Linked DNA regions of Mus musculus: region 2 is linked to region 1. Evidence: chromatin contacts called from public HiChIP or PLAC-seq data. All regions are on one chromosome and are shown on one strand. Each heading gives the region's core, a stretch centred on a gene start, on an enhancer-like site or on the middle of the called end of the contact. The rest is flanking DNA. Distances are from core to core; before and after follow the strand shown. Region 1 holds the start of Ubr5 (ubiquitin protein ligase E3 component n-recognin 5). Region 2 holds the start of G930009F23Rik (a long non-coding RNA gene).

Evidence for each region. HiChIP or PLAC-seq counts read pairs in DNA pulled down with a chosen protein or histone mark.
Region 2: an H3K4me3 HiChIP or PLAC-seq map of bone marrow-derived macrophages shows a contact between it and region 1, with 5 times the contacts expected there. The contact joins the promoter of G930009F23Rik here to the promoter of Ubr5 in region 1. A contact is called at or near these places in 7 of 39 promoter capture datasets (cranial neural crest, embryonic stem cells, hippocampal neurons and 3 more), 3 of 484 Hi-C or Micro-C datasets (embryonic stem cells and pancreatic cancer cells), 10 of 115 datasets of contacts at active chromatin or transcription factors (the SCID.adh cell line, bone marrow-derived macrophages, embryonic limb bud and 6 more) and 1 of 9 other capture datasets (liver).

What each region holds. Positions count from the first base shown.
Region 1 is chr15:38,074,457-38,080,980 of GRCm38.p6, forward strand. It overlaps Ubr5 (ubiquitin protein ligase E3 component n-recognin 5), which reads right to left and starts at 4,398. Exons shown (of 59, transcript NM_001112721.2): 1 at 3,908-4,398. The coding sequence starts at 3,969.
Region 2 is chr15:38,453,219-38,459,506 of GRCm38.p6, forward strand. G930009F23Rik (a long non-coding RNA gene) reads right to left here and starts at 2,290. Exons shown (of 6, transcript XR_875184.1): 1 at 1,885-2,290; 2 at 1,553-1,597; 3 at 1-185.

The DNA.
Region 1 (6,524 bases), core at 3,148-5,647:
TTGGGCATAAGCTGTCAAACTCCAGAATACCAAAGTCTGCTGACTGAATACACTTCCAATAATTTTGCTCTTTAAAGGTGAAATCAACTCACCACAAAGAAAGTACATGCCACATATACATATGGACTGTATAAAATCTTGTTGGGGTCCTGGTGCCCAGGTTCAGCAAGCGTATGATCTCCTAATGACCTCAGTTTGTTCCCTGGAACCCACAGCAGAAATGGAGAACAGAGTCCTGTGAGCCTCCACACACATCCTGTGGCGCTCACTCTTACACACACATCATAAGCATTTAAAAATATTTTTTGGTGAACCAGATAAGATGGTTCACTGGGTAAAGATCCTTGCCTGACAAGATTCCCAGAACCCAAACTGTAAGGGCAGGTGTTCCTCTGACCTCACTCCACCACTGTGCTGTGTGGCGCACTCACATACACACATATTTTTAAATGGCTTTGAAAATGTTAAATAGAACTGGTTTGTTATATATTACACAGAATATGTAATTAGCAAATAAATTTCTAGCAATGAGTAAAAACACTGCACTTCTGGGACAGGTGTGCGTGCTAAGGCTGAGGTGCCTGTAGTCCAACCAAACCAAGTGGGAAAGGGTCCAGGCGGCGGTACCCCACCCACCGTGCATGTTTCAACTGTAGCTCACAGTCCATCTCTGGTTCCATTCTGTAAATCCCTTCAGCTCACTGTGAGGAGAATGACCTACAACTTCTCACTTCTCAGGCGTTCTCCAAGGCGGTACTTCCAGATTTCCCTTTAGTCCTTGGGCTTCAACAGGAACTAACACAAATTCACTGGGAGGCTGGGGAATGGCTCTGTAGGTAAAGTACTACCTACGAACCATGGGGGTCCAAATTCCATTTCCAGAAGCAACATTTAAATAAAAATGGACTCTTCTGCCACAAACCAACTACCTCAGGCCATGAACTCTACAGCTAAGCATCACAGTAACAGGTCTCCGGTCTTACCTAATGCACTTCCCTAGTTTTACTTATCTACCACCTTAACAATCATATTTTAAGTGAAAGTCACTTGTCTTTTCCCTTACTTCATAAAACACTCGTGCCAGGGGCCTAAAAAGATGGCGCAGCAGTTAACAACACTTGCTGCTTTTGCTGAGGTTGTGGGTCCATTTCATCACCCGTATCCAGCAGCTCACAGTATTCAATCTCCAATCCGGGGATCTGACACCCTATTCTGACCTCCTCCTACACCAGCTGCACACATGGTACTGATGGATACATGCAGGCACTCACATATACACATAAAATAAAAACAAACTAAGGACTCAGCCCAAGCGTTGCTGCACACGTCCATAATCCCAGCAACCAGGAGGCTAAGGCAAGAAGATTGTCAATCAACCCAGCCTGGGCAACAGAGACACTGTCTGCCCGTCTACTTATCTAGATAGACAGACACAGATACACACACACAAAGTGTGCACTCCGACAACAAAGTCACAAGCAAGTACCTAAATATTCTTAATACAGTACATGGGCTTTAGGAAAAGCTGAGACTCGGAAAATAACAGATTTTTAAAAAGATCCTGTGTGTAAATTTCTCAAACACCTGAAGTTTAAAAACAAAAAAACACTAAGTGAGGCAGTGGTGGGGCCCGCCTTTGATCCCAGCACTTGGGAGGCAGAGGCAGGCGGATTTCTGTGCTCGAGGCCAGCCTGGTCTACAGAGTGAGTTCCAGGGCAGCCAGGACTACAGAGAAACCCTGTCTCAAAAAACAAAAACAAAAAACTAAGAAGTGATTCAAAAGGTCCAACACACACAGGAGATATAGGACAGTTAGTAAAGTATCTGTCTGGAAGCAGGAAGCCCTGGATTCTATTCCCCAGGTAAACTGGGTGTGGTGGCTCAGGCCTGTAATCACTGAACTGGGGAGGTAGAGGCAGTAGGGTAGGAAGTGCAAGGTCATTATCCTACAGATACGTAGTGAATTCTAGGCCAGCCAGGATTCTGCCTACATAAGTAAATAATAAATAGAAGATTGGTAGCACAAAGACTAAGATCTTGGCATGCACTCTCAATAAATACACTAAAATTCTTGGTACATAAAGTTAGGACCACCACAAAAAGCATGCCCTACTTCTCTGGTGCAAATTTCAAAGTTACAAGCAAAATGACTCAAACATGACCAACACACTTCTCTAAATGGCAGTAGAGCTTTCCTCCCCACTAATCTGATTCTAAGATTTACACCCCCCCCCCAAGCCTTCTGTTGAAGTTGTAAGCATCTCTAATGAAAGTAAGTCAGAGTAAGGATCCTATAACAAAATGTTTAAATTAAAAAATTGTTAACTATAAGACAACTCCAAGTAGTTGATTTTTTTTTTTTTTTTTTGGTTTTTCGAGACAGGGTTTCTCTGTATAGCCCTGGCTGTCCTGGAGCTCACTTTGTAGACCAGGCTGGCCTCGAACTCAGAAATCCGCCTGCCTCTGCCTCCCGAGTGCTGGGATTAAAGGCGTGCGCCACCACGCCCGGCTCGTAGTTGATCTTTTCAACAGGCATTTTGAGTTTTACAAACATGTATTTAAACAATAGGCTACAGTAAAGATTAGACAAATCCCCACCCCAAGCCAGAAACTAGACTGCCAGCCCAGGATCTAAAAGCTGCCAGACCAAGGTAAAGGTAACACTCACACATTAGAGGCCAAGCTAGGTCTCTTCCTCTCTCCGGGAAGAGCATGACAAACTGGGCGTCACACAACGTAAGTCACCCGGTCACTTAGCAAAAATTACACCTTGAATCTAAACTTGATGGCCTTCCACACGCAAAAGAAATATGGGCCAGCAGCGACGTATGCGGGGAGAAGGAAGCTTAAAACGATCCACTTTCCGACCTGTAAACATTTGGCCCATCATTAGATGTGAGTCCTAGATCTCAAGACATGCTTTAATGGAGGCCTCCCTCAACCTCCGAGTCTGTTTTGCAACAGTACAGGGACTTTTTTTCCTGCTTTATCTTAGGTCCCAGTGAGCATGTGGCCCTGCAACTCAATTCAATATCCTAAAGTGGTAAGACACAGTGGCAGAGCGAAGGGGAAAAAAATCCAAATCAAAACAGCCTTAAGAGATTTTTCAAATATTTTAAATCAAAATTCCTCCTCTGCCCGTAACAAACCCAACCCAGAAATTCACAGCGCGTTAAGCAGCACTGCGAACTGCAAACCGAAGAATTTTCCTTTGACACTCCACTCACGGTTTTCAGCTGTCAAATTACAACTCCAGAAAACACTATCATTAGAATAAAAAAGGAAACAAAAAGGCTCTCACCGCAGGGGCCCAGGAGCAGTTTGGCAGTACCAAGGCGAAGGAAGGAGAGCAAAGGGAATCCAATCCACTTCCCCAACCCCCGCCTGACTTCATTCCCCTCCCGGGGCAGTCAACCTCACTGCAGGGGCTCAAATCTAATAATAATAACAATAATCATGGCGCTCCCTCCCTCCTCCCCCTCCCAACCCGCGGTCTGCCGGGAATCTCTCCCCCACCCCCACCCCGCCTCCCCGGGGAAACCCAGCCCCCGGGACACGACTCGCGGGAGCCCCCGAACCCGCCGCTCCTCTTCCCTCTCTTTTCCACCTCCACCATCCCCCATCCGCATTGTCTGTCTCAATTCAACTTTGACTAATATGGATTCCTCGGGCCTGGGCCGGGAGCCCCCGGCTCCGCCGAGTTCAACGAGGCTCCTCGCGGGAGGGGGAGGGGGCAGCGCGCCGGGCCGTCTACACCGCAGCCGCGTCCACACCGCGCCGGCCCCCGCCCCGCGGCCCGAGGCTCCCAAGTTTGGCCCACACCGGGCCTACAGGGGGCGGTAGGGCCCCCGGCGCGGCCGTGGGGGAGGGGAAAAAGGAGGGAGGTGCCCCTCCCCCGCCCCATTACCTGTCATTGAGCTGGTCCTCGGTGCCCGGCAGCGGGTGGACCACGAAATGGATGGACGTCATGGTACCGCCTGCGCGCCCCGCTCCCGGGAACGAGCCGCTCCCGCTGTCGTCCGGCCCCCCGATCCCCTTCCCGTCCCCGGATCCCACGGCCGCCGCCACCGCCTCCTCCTCCCGGTCCCCAAACGGAGGGCCGCGAGCGCGCAGGGACCGCCGCCTCCCCGCCGAGCGTGTGTCCGCGGCCCGGCGGCCCGGCGCGGCGGGCGGGAGGGCGGATCAACGCGCCGCCCGCTCGGCCGGCCACGGCGCGCACGGACGAGGGCAGCCCGGAGCGCGGCGAGCGGCGGGTGGAGAGGTGCCGGGGCGGACGCGGCGGACGCGGGGAGCGGGGAGGGACAGCAGCCCGCAGCGCGCGTCACTGGCGACGAACCGCCGCCGCCAGCGCCGCCGCCGCCATCTTCACTTCTGCCCCAGTTTCTCCGTCTCGCAGCCTGGGCGCCGATCGGCGGGGGAGGGGCGGAGGGCGGGGCCGCGGGGGCGGGGCTCTGCGCGCGGGGCGGGGCTCCGGGAAACGGGCGGCCGGGCCCCAGCGATTGGGCCGCTTAACGTTGTCGGGCCACGGTGCTGTAAGGTGCTCGCCTATTGGCGCGCTGGGCCGCGAGCCCGGCCCCCCGGGGCGGGGCGGCGTGTTCCAGAGAGCACGTGCTCGGGAAGCCGGGCGAAAGGGCACGCGCGCCGGGTTTCTTTTCCTCCCGGATCCCTAATGGTTGTGCATATGCGAATGGCTTGTTGTTGTTTCTCGTCCTCCAGCCGCATTTATACTTAAGAGAAATGTACCCCGAGGAACCAGAGATGCTCCGCTTCCTACGGCAGGCAGTTACGTAAGAGCCTTATCAAAACCTGATAGTAGGATCTTGGAAGTGACTGTGTAGCAGCTTTCATCAGCACTACCATCGTGCAACGTGGAAATTTCCACTTTTTAGTTATTCGTGTGGTTTTTATATGGGGGTGGTTGTGTGTGTGTATACTTTAATGAAAGATGATATGCATCTGTTGTAGGGAGATTTCTTGTGACCTGGGGTATCAGAACTACAACTTATGAAATTCTTCCTCCTCCGCGTACCCTCACTCCCGAACCGGTACAGTTTCCCTCTTAAAGTTTTCTGTGATCCTTTCGAAATATCGAATTCCGCTGAAAGCATGAAGCCTCTTCTCCAGTCTGTAACAGTCGTTCGTTAAATCGGGTATACAACATTAATGATTGCACAGCAGAGCAGTTTTCTTCTCTTCTTTAGTTTAGGAAGTTCTTTTGAGAATACATGAAAAATTAGATATCAAGATTTACTGGGTACACCATGAGACAGATAAGGAATAATTTTTAGTTGGCCATCAGCTCCAGTTTTCACCTAGATAAACTACAAAGTGTTCAAGGCTGGTCAATGATGCACACCTTTGTCCCAGCACTCAGAAGACAGAGGCAGACAGACATCTTAAGTTGTGGGCCAGCCTGATCTAAGAGTTCCAGGCCAGTTAGAACTACACAGTAAGACCTTGTGTCAGTCAATTAATAGTGAGTTAAGCCACTGAAAGCGCTGCATCCCATGACTACCAACCATCCTGTAATTGCTACTTTGATTTTTTTTTCCCCTCAAGTCCGTGTGATGGACACTGCTGGTTCTAGAGTCAGACAAAGTAGAATTTCAGTCCTGATTCTGCTACTTAACCAAGTGGCCTTAATTATTTACCCAGTTACAGCATTTTGTTATACACTGGGTCTAAATACTGTATGTCAAGCAAAAAGATGTGTCAGGCACACAGCAGTTCATACACATAATGAAAGATTTTTAACATATTGTGTGCACTGCTTTATACTGCCAATGGCTCCAAGTACAGTACACCTCACTCTAAGGCAAAGGATGTCCTGGCTAGCCCGGCAGTGGTGATCCACACCTTTAATCTCAATGCTCCAGGGAGGTAGGCAGAGATCTTTCTGTTCCAAGCCAGCCTGGTCTACACAGTGAGTTCAGGAAAGCTAGGAATACACACAGAGAAACCCTGTCTAGGAGAGGTGGAAAAAAGTCCTTGTTGCATAAGGATTCCAGAGCCCAAACACCTTAGTGCTGAGGCTCAGACAAAAAGCAGTTGTGACTCTGAGTCCGTTCACAATATAATAGCTCCCATCTAGTAGTTAATAATTTAGAAGTATGTAAAACCAATCCAAAAAGATAGGCATGATAAACGCAACGAGAGTGCAGTTAAAAGAGGGAATGGTTCCAGCCAAGAGAACTAAGAAAAGTCATAGGCAGAGAGAGCCTCAAGGATGCTCTGAGCATGTCGGCTTCAGATGCTCTTGACCAGGGCTCACACCGGGCCCCTCCGCTTTGCCATGTTTTTTTCTTCCAAACCTCCCTTCTCCACCTTCCTTTCCATTATGTGTCCAGCCTCATTTATCCACTCCTAGTTTTTTGTACCTAAAGTTCAGACTCTCTCCTCACTCAAAGCATGTAGTAGTAATCATATATTACATGAAGAAATAAGGTTGGGGGGTGGCAGTGTGGTGGTTTGAATAAAAATGCCCCACCCCGGCCAGGCAGTGGTGGCACACACTTTAATCCCAG
Region 2 (6,288 bases), core at 1,040-3,539, 380 kb after region 1:
GCCAGCCTGCTCTGTCCACGGAGATGCTGCTCTGAGAGGAAGTATGGGGTCTCCCGAGGCCCCAAGTGGCAGCTCTGGGGCCAGCTTCAGAGGCTTGCAGGCCCTAGGGTCTGCCCAACAGCTGCTTCATCTCACTCCTTTGCCTACCCCGTCTCAGATGGATTCAAGAACAGACCTAAGGTGACCTGTTGGAGCAAACAGAAATACAGTGTAGCTGACTAAATTTGAGCATCAGAGAAATAATTTTTTTTAGTATCAGTACACACCTCATGAAATATTTGAGACATATGTTTAAAAGGGGGTTGGTGCTTATCAAGAATTCAAATTTAATAGGATGGCTGGAAATTCAGGCAGGACCTCATTTTATTTTCAAATTCTATAAATGCCCCTCTTCTCTGCTTATTTGTGGGGAGACACTTAGGAATAAGCCTACAATACACATTAATATTCTTCTGTTATTATGAAATTAATCCAGTTTTAAAGCTCTGGAACATTATTGATTTTTGGAAACATTTCTGCAACTTTTTATTAACTTCATATTTCATAGTTTATAATAAAGACTTCCAGCGGATAATTTCTTTTTCCTTCTCTTTCTTATTTCTGTATGTTGTTGTGGACTGTACTGCTGGCGGATAGAAAGGCATTCTAGTCTTACCTGACTGTGAATCAGGCTGAAGGGAATGATGCTAGCTATGTTGCCAGGCAAGGTCTGAGCTTCTGGGCTCATGAAGCCCTCATGCCCTATAACCCAAACAGAACTGGGAATGCTTGCCACCACACCTGGCCCTTTATTGCTGTTTCCTGCCCTCCTCAGTAGGGGATACACACACAGGAGGAAGGAAAGACAGACATGTGCTACTACAAACCCCAACCTCAAGATGCTAACATGCACCCTGCTTCCTTTGGAAAGTCAAGCACTAGGGTGAGTCCAGCACTCCCTGGAATGACAGATGTCCCTGGTATAAACAGAGTCATGACAGCTTGCTCTGTTCTTTGCATAGTAAGGCTCGAAACTCAACTCTACAGACCAGGGTCCCAGGTCTCTGTCTCTGGACATGTCAAGAGCCTGAACCACATTCTCAATGCAGCTCAGCTAGAAAGCCTACTCTCTCAGCCACATGGCCTCTCCTAGGTCTTCAGGGAAGAGGCTTGGGGACAGCCTGGCCCTGTGTGTAGTGGCTCCCTGGCAAGGGACCATCGAGAGACCCTCCCTGCCCTTGCAGGGAGACATCTGTGAATACCCAGCAGGGTCAGAAGTTCAGGAGCCACCCCTTTGATGTAGCCTCTCCTCAGCCACCTACGCAGACAGAGACTCCAGACTGGACTCCCACCCCCACCCCTCTGGTGCCTTCTCTCCTCCTCCTTTCAGGGCTCTCAAGCACTTGGACAGAGTGCCTTGGTTTAGGGGTGCACAGTGGACATTCCAGTCAGGGGCAGCAGGGCAGCAGCTTACAGCTCTCACTCCTGTCAATGAATAGTGGCCAGGAGGGTTCTGGCTCCACCTCTCATTTCCTCTGTCCATGAACTGTTGATTCATATGTGTCTCTCCCACCTGTTAGGTTAAGTTCCTGGTCCTCCTGGTCCTCAGTCTTCTCATCTGTGGAAGGGGCAAGAGAAGGATTAAAAAAGGCAATACAGGAGATTAGAAACTGGGTCAGTGACATAGCTCAGAGAGTACAGGTGATTGCTGCCAAGACCAGCTGCCTGCGTTTGAGCCTTGAAATGGATGATGGAGGAAGAGAAGCAACCCCACACACGTACCACACAAGAATAGCCAATAAGTAATAAAGGCAGAACATTGTCTGGCTTATAGAACATGCTTATTGAATGTGAGGTGCTGCATGGACAGCACAAGGAAGAGACAAGACGAAGCTGCTGTCTCACCCCACTCCGGCTCAGGGACTCTTTGGGAAGAAACCTGCAAGTCCTTGTGCAGTGGATTTCTGATGCCTTGTTTGGATGAGTCGTTGGAATGCTCTTCCTGCTCTGGGGGAAAGCCCACAGTACTTTCCATGCCTCCTCAAGGTAGGAAGGAGTCAGACACAAAATTCCTAGCTAGTGAGACAGCGAGGAGCGGGCATGTGACCTGGTTTCACCAATCAGAGGTGTTCACAGAAGACCTTGTCAGAAACTGAAGTGTCCTGGGGGCGACACTCTGCTCCACACCAGCCTAAGCTTCCCTAGAGAAGGTACTATGTTCACCCCTAAAATGGCATACTGGGATCTAACCCTCAGCACCCCAGAAGGCACCCTTCAGGGAAACAGTCCTGTGAATGATCAGATTAGGATGAGGCCCTAGCAGGTGCTTTGATGCAATGGCCTCCTCCTCCTCCCCCCTCCTCCTTTTTGTGTTTTTGAGACAGGGTTTTTCTGTGTAGCCCTGGCTGTCCTGGAACTCACACTGTAGACCAGGCTGGTCTCAAACTCAGAAACCTGCTAGCCTCTGCCTTCGAAGTGCTGGGATTAGAGGCATGCACCACCACTGACCTTGTCCTTCTAAAAAAGAAAAATTCAGCAGGTACGGTGGTGCACACCTTTTATCCCAGCACTCAGTGGGCAGAGGTAGTCAGATCTCCAAGTTTGAGTCCAGTCTGGTCTACAGAGTGAGTGAGTTCCAGGAGAGCCAAGGCTACACAGAGAAACCTTATCTCATAAAACAAAACAAAAACATGAGGGAGAGAGAGAGAGAGAGAGAGAGAGAGAGAGAGAGAGAGAGAGAGAGAGAGTGGGAGAAAGGGAGAAAGGGAGAAAGAGACAAAGAAAGAGAGAGAAAGGGAAAAGAAAAGAAACATTGTGGCAATAGACACATTGTGAAGTAGAGCCAAGGTCAGGTGATGCTTCCACAAGCCCAGAAGCTCCAAACCCTAAAGCATCCAGAACTGAGAAAGGTACTGAACAGATCTTCCCAAACAGCCCTCAGCAGCAAACGACCCTGCAAGCTACTGCCCACAGGACTGCTGGCTGGCCCAGACTGAGGACTTGTGAGAGGCGCCATAGCTGACCCGTACAGGGAGAAACTTCATCCTGTCTACTGTAAGCCCCAGGGGTTGGCTGTTGAAGGTTTTGTCTATTGGCCCATAGCTGGTGCCCAAGAAAGCTTTATACTGGGGCTGGAGAGATGGCTCTGCAGTTAGAAACAATGGTTGCTCTTCCAGAGGCCTCAGGTTCAATTCCCAGCACCCACTCGGCAGTTTACAACCATCTGTAACTCCAGTTCCAGTGGATCTGACGCCTTCTTCTGACTTCTGCAGGCACCGGGCACACACATAATGTGGTCATATATGCAGACAAAACACCCATACACATAAAAATAAATAAGATTTTAAAAAGAAAGGTCTGTTCAATAACTAGATGTCTTTGCAGTTCATACAGCCAGATGTGCTGGAGAGACTGAGGCTCCATGCTCAAAGAACCTGTCTCAGTTGAGGTCCAGGGAGGGACTATGTTAGCTACTCCTGAGGTACATTATCAGGGCCTCAGAAACTGTGTAACAAGACTCAAGGATCAGAGCTGTGTGGCAGGTGGCTCTGGTGCTTGGCTGCCTGTTCTTGTGGCTTTGAGACCGAACTATGAACTGAGGAGTCACAAGATACCTTGTTCCAACTCTTTCTCCTGAAAGCACAAACCACACAAGGTCCACAGAAGGTTTTGTAACCTCCTGACTGGTCTGTTCCCTTGGTCACCAGAGGAGCATTACTGAGAGCGCAGACTCTTACTCTGTGTTCACAGCCTACTTCTCTGGGTCCTAGTTTAATTTCTCTATGACAATGGTATAAAGCAGGAGAGAAGGCTGATTTAGGGGTAGTTTGATTAGAGATCTTCTCTCATTTGGACTCTGAGTATGCATGGGTGCCCATATGAGTGAAAGACAGAGACAGACAGACAGACAAAGGGAGACGAGACGGGAGTAGACAATTGAAAGTGTAGTCCAGAGGCACCAGAACTACCCACATCTGCAAGAGAAACCGGCTGTCTGGCCTCTCCCCATTTTTCTGTGCCGATCAGGTCTCAGCAAGGACAGACAAACACCATCCAGATGGGTCACTGGGAGCCCACAAGCCCCACCCACCAGGAGTCAAAGCATGAGCCACACCCAGTCCTGACTGGGAATGGCATGTTTTATGTTAAGAAACATGAGCCTCCAGGATGCCACATGGGTCTGGGAGTGACCTCTCTCTCAGAGAGCCCTTTGTGCCTGGGACAGGGGTGGCCTGTTTATTTTGGCAGGTGTCCAGGCATTGCTTACCTTAAGCTCCCACACCCCGGGGCTCCCCACCTTTCCTCTCTTCTTGTATCTCCCTTCCTCCCAGGGCACAGCCAGGCTACCAGGGCAGGAGCTCAGGAGGCCTGGCTCTGATTTCCGTGACTCAGAGAGCCCAAGGCTGGAGGCTGAGGTGACTCAAGGACAGCTGTCATAAAGAGAACAGGGTTCAGGGGGCAGCCACAGGCGAGGGGGCATGGAGCAGAGGTAAGGACATAGGTGAGCCAGGTCAGGGCTGGGAGGGAGCTGCTTTGTGACAGGCGACACCTTCTGGTTCGCTCTGCCTGGGAAGAGGGTGGGATACAGCAGGATCTGTCTTGTTGCTGGGAGACACCATCACTGAAGGTCCACAATTATAATTGCAACTGTTCTTGTTTCTTTTAAAAATTAAAAAAAAAAAAAAAAAAACACCAGAAGATTCTCGTGCTTGGCAGTCTTCCTCCCCGCGGTTGGCTCCTCTTGTGAACCCACGGCATCGTCTGCTGAGAGATAATCACAGGCTGTGGAGAAGATGCAGGCCTTCCCTTAGTGCCTCTCCTCCTGGATGAGTTCTAACCCCTTGGCTCCTTCTCCTGCCCTCAACTTTCCAAAGCAGGAAAGATGGACTTGCTTGACCTCCAGCCCTCTGCTCCTTAGAGCCCGCCCCCCGCCTCTCCCCTGCTGGATGCCTGGGGTTGCCAGAGCGGAGCAGGAGACACCTCCCAGGCTAGACCTCACTTTCCAGCCCTTGGAGATGCCGCCCCTGCCAGTGCTGGGTTAAGACTAAGCACAAACAGTAGCTGTTACTCTTTCACCCCACCAGAGCTAGTCCGCATGCTCCCAAGGGGACTGGGCAAGAGTGGGGTGGTAAAGAGCTTCGGGAAAGCCCAGGGATGGAATTGGACCACTTCTTCCGGAAGTTGTTTTTTTTTTTTTAACCCCTCCCTCCCGCAGATTGCTCCACATGTGTACAGGCACAGCCATTCCCAGGATGGCCCATCCCTTTCCCCTAAGAGGCTGTGAGCAAGTCAGGAAGCAGGAAGTAGCAGTGTGGGCTGAACTGTTGCCCTTCTGCAGTGTTGAATTTCACCGACTTGGAGACAGCTAATTGCGTGGCTGTTGTGACATCTTGTTATAGCTGCTCTGGGTCTCAACAAGGCAGTGCGTCTCAGCGCCGACGGGTCCTTCTAGGCCACCCCTGTCCCGAGCCAGGGTGCAGCTGAAAGTGAAGAACCCCCTGTCCTGGGTATCAATTCCCTAGGTCACTCAACAAAGGAAACCTCAAGGTTGACTAAAAGTCATCATGCCATAGCTTAATCTAAGCACTTGCGTGGCTGAGGCAGGGGGATCACAAGTTTGAGGCCAACCTGGCGAATTTAGCAAGCTCTTGTTTAGAGAGGGAAACAAAGCAAGCTAGGGGTCAGGGAGATGGCTCAGCATCACATAAAGTTGCTTGGCACACAAGCCCATGGATCTGAGCTCCCTTCCTGAACCCACTTAAAGAAAGAAACAACTCCACAATGACACACACACAATAATGCTGGTAATGTTGGTGATGATGATGATGACGGTGGTGGTGGTGATAATGATGATAGTGATGATTGTAATGATGATGACGATGGTGATGGCAGTGATGGTGATGATGATGTTTTTAAAATGTTAAAGCCTGGCATAGGAGTGCATGTGCATGCCTATAACCTTAGTTCTCAGAGGCTGTGGCAAGAGACTTGCATGAGTTCGAGGCCAGTCTGGATTAACTAGTGAGTAACAGGCCAAACAGTATATAGCATGCCCCCATCTGAAGACAATAATGACAGTGTCTATAACTGTCAACTACCCCCGTGTGGAATGCTCACCATTGTAGAGACCCCACCAAGAACTGACTTTATAAAAGGAGTGATTTATCTGATTAGTTGGCTTATTTCTTCAAAGCACAGTGCTGGGAGCTGGAAGCATGTGAGGGAGAACTAGAGCTCAGTAGTTGAGCGCCAGCTGCCACGGGCAAGGCCCTGGGTTTGGTATCCAGCCTGGGAGAAGAGGATGGATAC